Linked DNA regions of Mus musculus: region 2 is linked to region 1. The links are chromatin contacts, called in public ChIA-PET maps. All regions are on one chromosome and are shown on one strand. The core of a region is the stretch at or near the end of the contact, and the rest is flanking DNA. Distances in the headings are between cores, read along the strand shown. Region 1 overlaps Nck2 (non-catalytic region of tyrosine kinase adaptor protein 2). Region 2 overlaps Uxs1 (UDP-glucuronate decarboxylase 1).

Region 1 (3,384 bases), core at 84-2,583:
GAGGAGTCCCACTTTGCTGATAGAGGTTACGTTTATATGGATGGTAGATATCCTGACCCTAGTCTTCAGGCTAGGACAACAGAGGACGGTGTCTGTTTTTAGAGGCTGGAAACAGGGCCTCAACATGACCCATGCATGACTTTCCAAGCCCTGAGCTCAGTAGTGAGAATGGAGAAGCTCATTTACAGTGAAATTTACAGTGGTGCTTTCCAGACCTTGCGGCTCAACGTGGAACACAGAAGCATCAGTCATTGATTACTTGGGGATTCTGAACCCAAAAGACCAGCAGAAGGACAAAGAGAAATGGAGAGACAGGAAAAAATAAAAATAAAAGTAAATAAATAAAAGTGGCCTGGAGAGGAGACCTGTATGAGTTGAGTAGAGAGGGAGTGGGTGTGTTTGGTGGAAATGACAGGTGGGGACACTCCTGCATGACTGTTAAGTATAGAGAGCTCACGGCTTACATTTTTGTTGCTGCCAGAGTAAAGTACCTCAGACTGGTTCCTTTGTAAGGAAAAGAAAATGTATTAGCTGGAACGTGGTGACACATACCTGCAATCCTGGCAGGAAGATCAGAAGAAGTTCGAGGTCTGCCTTGGAACCATAGCCGAGTTTGAAGCCAGTTTGAGCTGCATGAGGCTCTGTTTCAAAATAGAGGAGGGGAAATGGCCTACCTGGTCAGAACACTTGCATTAAGACCTGAGTTTGACTCCCCAAGCCTGTGGAAAATGTCAAGTGTGTTTGGATGTATATGTGCGCCCCTAACACTGGTGGGGTGGGAGTGGGGTAGGGTGGAGCCGGAGCTTGTTGGCCACTAACCCAGCTCCAGGTTAAGTGAGAGGTCCTGTCTGAAGAGAGCAAGGCAGAACATGGTAGAGCAAGATGCCCGCTGCCCTCCTCTGACCTCCTCATGTATACTGGTGCTTATTCCCAGAGTCTGCTGTTATACATAGGTCTGGAGGCTAAGCCATGGAACATAGTTGCTTTGTTTCTGTGAATTTCGGGTTTTAGAGCCATTTAAATCATTTTTATTTGGTGACTACAGCAGAGACCTGATATTTCTGAGGTGCATAGTAAGTACCTCAAGCCAGCCTTTCCATCATTTTCTTTTTTTGATGGCTAACCTTCAGTATCCAGTCCTCTTCAGGGTTTGCTTTTGTCTTTTCTGGATGTGGCTTTGGCCTGCTGAACGCAGAACTCCTGAGCTTTGTGAGTGCTTAAGGGGCAGCTGCTCCTCCTATCTTTGATTGCAGCTAACTGAATAGTTAACACCAATAGACTAATGCCAGGGAGGGGTAACAAAATACCACATCCTGTTAGTTAAAAGCTGTCACGGCTTCACTCCCTGGCAGAAAGGGGCTAGAGAACTTTACAATAGCATGCAGGAGCTGATACACAGGTGTGGACTCCTTCTACAGTTGGGCATTGTGCTGTCGGTCGCTCTGAAGCCCAGCAGAAAGCTCCCACAGCAGAAAACCCAGGTCCCCACCTGACCTCATGTGGCTTTTCAGAGAATGATCAGCAAGGGCTTCACTTATTTAATCTTTGCCTCACCCATAAAAGAGAAGTGAGTACCTCATTTTTCAGAAGAATATTGAGTCTTGGAAGTTACTGTTGTGCTGAAGAACACACACACAGTAAGTCATGAGGTTGAAATTCAAACCCACTGAAGCCTGCCTGCACTCTCTGCCGTTCTCCAGTCTCTTAGGGGACCCCAGGGAGAAAGGAGTGAGCTGTCTAGTTGATTCCTGTGGACTGTTCATATTGGTGACTTGGTTGCTCCCTGGCTGTTGTTTCGATTTACCCTTTGTATGCATTTCAGTTAAGTTGCTTGGATGGCTCCTTGCTGCTCTCAATGGAGTTGGTGCAAAGCACATGGGCTGTCTCTGCAGGGTGCCTGATATTCGCCAGGGCATTTAAGTTTTCTGACAGGCCCTTTACTTCTTGGTTCTTTGGAGTGCTTGAGGTTTTTATCCTGTTAAGGGAGATATTGATTTGTGGCAGTGCATTTGCTGTAGAAGTCCTGGGCTTTTCTGTACTGACTGAAGTCTGCTTGCCATCTTGCCTTAGAACATGATTCCTAGCCAAGTCACTCTGTGGAACTACTTCATTAAAGATCAGGACACAGCCCAACACACCCCTGGAAAATTTTAACATTAAAGAAGCAGGACCTCAATTCTGTCTCAGATGTCCAGACTTCTCTAGAAGTCTGTCATGACTTCACCCACTCTGTGGTGTCATTACTATCTACCCTTGTGCACGTATGAGTTAAACGCAAAAGCATTCTTATTTAGAATCCATTACAACTCTGTCTCCCCAGATTGTTCACAGTAGAAACAGGCTGCCACATGGATTGCTGCTGGAATACTATGGAAACTTCTATACTGTTGTGCTGCCAGACACTCAGAATAATTCATATAATTCATATTTGTTTTTGTATCACATGCATTTCCAAGTATTTAGAACCAAAAATATAAAACAGCTTATAACAGATCAGTGGGAGGATAATTAGGAAATAGAGAAAGATTTTTTTTTTAAGTTAATAGGACAAAATCTAGGAGAGACCATGAGATGTGGGAGGGGTATAGCTAAGAAATCCTGGAGAAGCAGGTGTGGAGCTAGCAGTAGAGTGCATGAAATCCGTGTTGCTCCGCCCACTAGGCTGCCGTAGCCCCTTGTGTCTTCATGGAGGACAGAAGGTCAGATTCATTACTGTGAGTCCCTGTCTCTGTTTATAGGTTCCACACCAAAGATTCTACCAAACAGAAGCAAGTTGAAAATAATCAGGAATATTACTGTGTTTATATGAGTGTGTATAGGTCTCTGTTCTTGTCTTTAGGCCATACAATATAGTATATCATCTACATAGCACTTGCATTATAATGGATTGTTCTTGTCTTCACTATATGGGAGGATGTGTTTAGATTCTGTTCTATGCAAATAGCCTGCTGTCTTACATAAGGGATGGGAACAGACATGGTGACCGTGGCAGATCCTGGGACTTGGCCCTGGGGACCCTAAGATGGACTGTTTTTCTGGATAACTGACGTGTTGATTGCTTCTTACATCTTACCATGTGGCAACTTTCTAAAGAACTCCCCCCCTGAGCTAAAGAATTAAATCAAGCCATGGAACAGAGGGACATGAACTGAAAATGCCTAGGAATATGTAAATCTGTCTTACATGTTTCTGATTGTGTTTCCCCATATGGCCTGCATCTTTGTTAGCTTCTATCCATGTGTCTGAAAATGGTCCTTTTCTCTACTGATGTTTACCTCGGTGGCTGAGGCTCCTTAGGGCATTGCTACCTGGCACCATGCGGCTGTACGGACTGCTGAACTCCCCATACTGCTCTGAGTCCCTACTGGTTGTTGCTTTCCTCTG
Region 2 (3,080 bases), core at 230-2,729, 230 kb after region 1:
CTAATGAGAAAAAGAAGGCATCGAGCTGAATAAATAGGGAAGAGCTGGGAAGATTTGGAGGAGGAGAAACTATGATCAGAATATATTGTTTAAAAAATTATTTTCAATCTAAACAACAGTGATCATGTACAATGTTTCTCAGTATCTGTTCCCCACCAGAACGACAGGACGATATGGTGGAATCCCACAGCACTCTGGGGAAGATTAATCACAGGCTTGAGGGAGAACAATGGTTGGGACTAGTGTACCACCCACAAGGGTAAGGTGCCATCGGATATCCCATTGCTTCTTTTATAATGGTCAAGTCCTGAGGTAGAGAGTAAAATGGGCTCTCCATTAAGACTGCTCTTAAACATAAGCTATGCCTTGAACAGTGTCCTATTAAGTCATAGATGCTGTGCTTTGATCACTGCTCAATGACAGGAAGTCCTCAAAGGACAGAGGAACGGGTCTACGCAGAAAAGTGTCACTCTCCATTACACAAAGATCGCCTGTCCTGCAGGAGAAGCCTGAGTTATACTGACCTGAAAACTATATACAGTGCTCCCATAAATGGTAGCCCTACTCTGCCATATGTCCAAGTCTTCTTGTACCCTGAAAATGTGTGAATCAATGGGGAAAGGAGGTTGAGTCATCTCATTCTCTGATGCTTCTCACACACCGAGGTCTTGCACTGAGGAGTGCAATTCACTAGGCTGAGGGATGCTCACGTTCATTCTGGAGGGTGGCAGAAAAGCCACATAAGGCTGGGTGAGGCAGCTGTGCTGCAGCTCCCTGACAATCCTCTTCAGCACATCTGCTTTAGTGAAGTGGATCCACTAGCCATGGTTTCAGTTACCCACAGTCAGCCAGAAGTGAGTGTAGCATTGGGAGATAGGAGGCAGCCTGTGCCTATGAGTTTTACCACAGCATATTGCTACAATTGGTCTGTTTGTAACTGCAAATAATCTTTTACTATGCCTAACTTATAAATTAAATTTTAACATAGTTATACATGTTCAGAAAAAGCATAACATATATAGATTCCTGCACTTTTCAGTCAGACATCCCCTGGGGTGTAGAAGTGTATCTCCCTCAAAAATAACAGGGACTACTGCATTAATAAGTAAACTTCTTACGGTTGCTATGTGTCTGGATATGCTGACAGCACTGCAAAGCTAGTAGGGAGGGAATACCACACTGCAGATGCCTATGTGGGGTAGCAGGATGTGGGCAGCAGACACCCTGGGAACAAGGCCAGGGCCAGCAAACACATCAAGCCCTCTAGTGTCATATACATAGCAACTCTTCTTTTTTAAAGTATGCTAATGCCAAAAAGTAAATATGCCCTCAAGGCTACTGCCCCAGGTAACTTCTAAGTTCTCTTTCTGCTCTGTTGGTCTGCGGTTTTATGAATGGTAGCCTGTTATGCAGACTCAGTTCAGAAAGTGGGTGGGCCATGACTTCAGAGGTATACTCACAGAAGGCTAGGAGTACAAACGTGCCCTAAGCCCTGACTAACAGCCCCAGGGCAAACCCCCACATTACAAAGACTCCGTGCCCACAGGCACACAGAAGCACCAACCTACTTCCTCTCTGACAGATCCAAACTATTCATGAAGGGTGCTCTGTTTTGCCCTTCGATCCCCATTAAAAGATGTGCAATGAAATAAAACTTTATGTTGAATATATCTGGGTATTTCACTAATTATGAGAATCTTGAAAGAGAATTGTTAAAAGGCAACATTTTATTTAATAAAAAGGCAATGCAGACTTCTATTTATCTTGTTTACATTTTCATTCCTTACATTAGATTTATTTATTTACACTCCATGTACAGCCCTGAAAAAAGATAATCATTAACAAAAAGGATGCATTCTTGTATGTAAAAATCTGTAGTGACTAAAATAACCAAATCAATACTCTGCTAATATAAACATGACTCAGGATTTTCTAAAAGCATAAATCCTAACAACTAAAATACTTTTCTCTAAAACTACCTGAAAAGGCTTTATATTTAGAACTCAAAATTGATGCTACCATGTAGCAACTTGGTACTAAGCTCTGGCTAAGGAACAACTGATACCTAGAGTAAACAATGCATGGGCTGCTGCTCTGGGCATTGTCAAAAACTGTGCTTACTGCTAGACTTGATGCCCTCGGCTTCAGAGCTATGCCACCTCACTGGATACTTCCTTATTGCAGTGATTTGATTATGGCTTGGTTCAGGGAGTGGCACAATAGGAGGTGTGGCCTTGTTGGAAGAACTGTGTCACTGTGGGGGTGAGCAATGAGACCCTCCTCCTAAACACATGGGAGCCAGTCTTCTCCTAGTAGCCTTCAGATGAAGATGTAGAACTCTCAGCTTCTCCTGCACCATGCTTGCCTGGACACTGCCATGCTCCTGCCTGGGTGATAATGGACTGAACCTCTGAACCTGTAAGCCAGCTCTAGTTAAATGTTGTCCTAGTAAGAGTGCCTCAGTTATGGTGTCTCTTCACAGCAGCAAAACCCTAACTACGACACTTATCCACAGCAGCCTGTCAAGACAGCAGGGCAGAGCATGTTGTATATAGGTATCTCAAGCTCCACTTAGGAGCCAGGAACCTGGGAGCAAGTTTGGAGCCCACTCTCCTTACCTCAAGCATGCTAGGTGGAAGGAGGGAAGACTAAGGAAACCCAGCCTCAGCAAAGCTGAGGCATGCTGCTGTCACTCTAGCCCCAGCTCCCGAGCCTTTGGGTACTTACCCTAAGCATGCAAGGTAACCCCATGTACTATGTCACCTCTAGCCAGCAGCATATCCTGACAGGCAGGACACCATGGTGCCCAGCAGGGCAGGGGGCTTGGTAATCAGGCTATGGGTTCCCTTCTCTACAGGGGTTACCTTACACGCTCAGAGTAAGTGCCCAATGGATTAGGAGGTAGAGCTAGAGTGACAGCAACATACCCCTGTGTGGGGGCCCACTATTTACAACCCGGAGAATAGGGACAGAAAGCTGGAAGCTCACACCATGACTTATGCTACATCTGTAAGAATTCATGTCTACCTCTGGCAGAGAAACAGAGCAGAGAGGTCTAGAGCCTGATACCCACATAAGTT

What was found. ChIA-PET counts read pairs in DNA pulled down with a chosen protein or histone mark.
Region 2: an RNA polymerase II ChIA-PET map of memory CD8 T cells shows a contact between it and region 1, with 10 read pairs. The contact joins two enhancer-like sites. A contact is called at or near these places in 1 of 484 Hi-C or Micro-C datasets (CD4 T cells), 3 of 115 datasets of contacts at active chromatin or transcription factors (effector CD8 T cells, memory CD8 T cells and pancreatic cancer cells) and 1 of 9 other capture datasets (liver).

The regions. Positions count from the first base shown.
Region 1 is chr1:43,541,173-43,544,556 of GRCm38.p6, forward strand. The region is part of intron 3 of Nck2 (non-catalytic region of tyrosine kinase adaptor protein 2); the gene reads left to right. Among named protein-coding and RNA genes, the nearest start is that of Nck2, 97 kb to the left of the region's middle. Within about 2 kb of position 1,334, at least 64 of the 459 cell types and tissues checked have an H3K27ac peak or open chromatin away from gene starts, as enhancers often do. A contact at or near this core is called in effector CD8 T cells and memory CD8 T cells, where this site is marked.
Region 2 is chr1:43,767,377-43,770,456 of GRCm38.p6, forward strand. The region is part of intron 9 of Uxs1 (UDP-glucuronate decarboxylase 1); the gene reads right to left. Among named protein-coding and RNA genes, the nearest start is that of Ecrg4, 38 kb to the left of the region's middle. Within about 2 kb of position 1,480, at least 67 of the 459 cell types and tissues checked have an H3K27ac peak or open chromatin away from gene starts, as enhancers often do. A contact at or near this core is called in effector CD8 T cells and memory CD8 T cells, where this site is marked.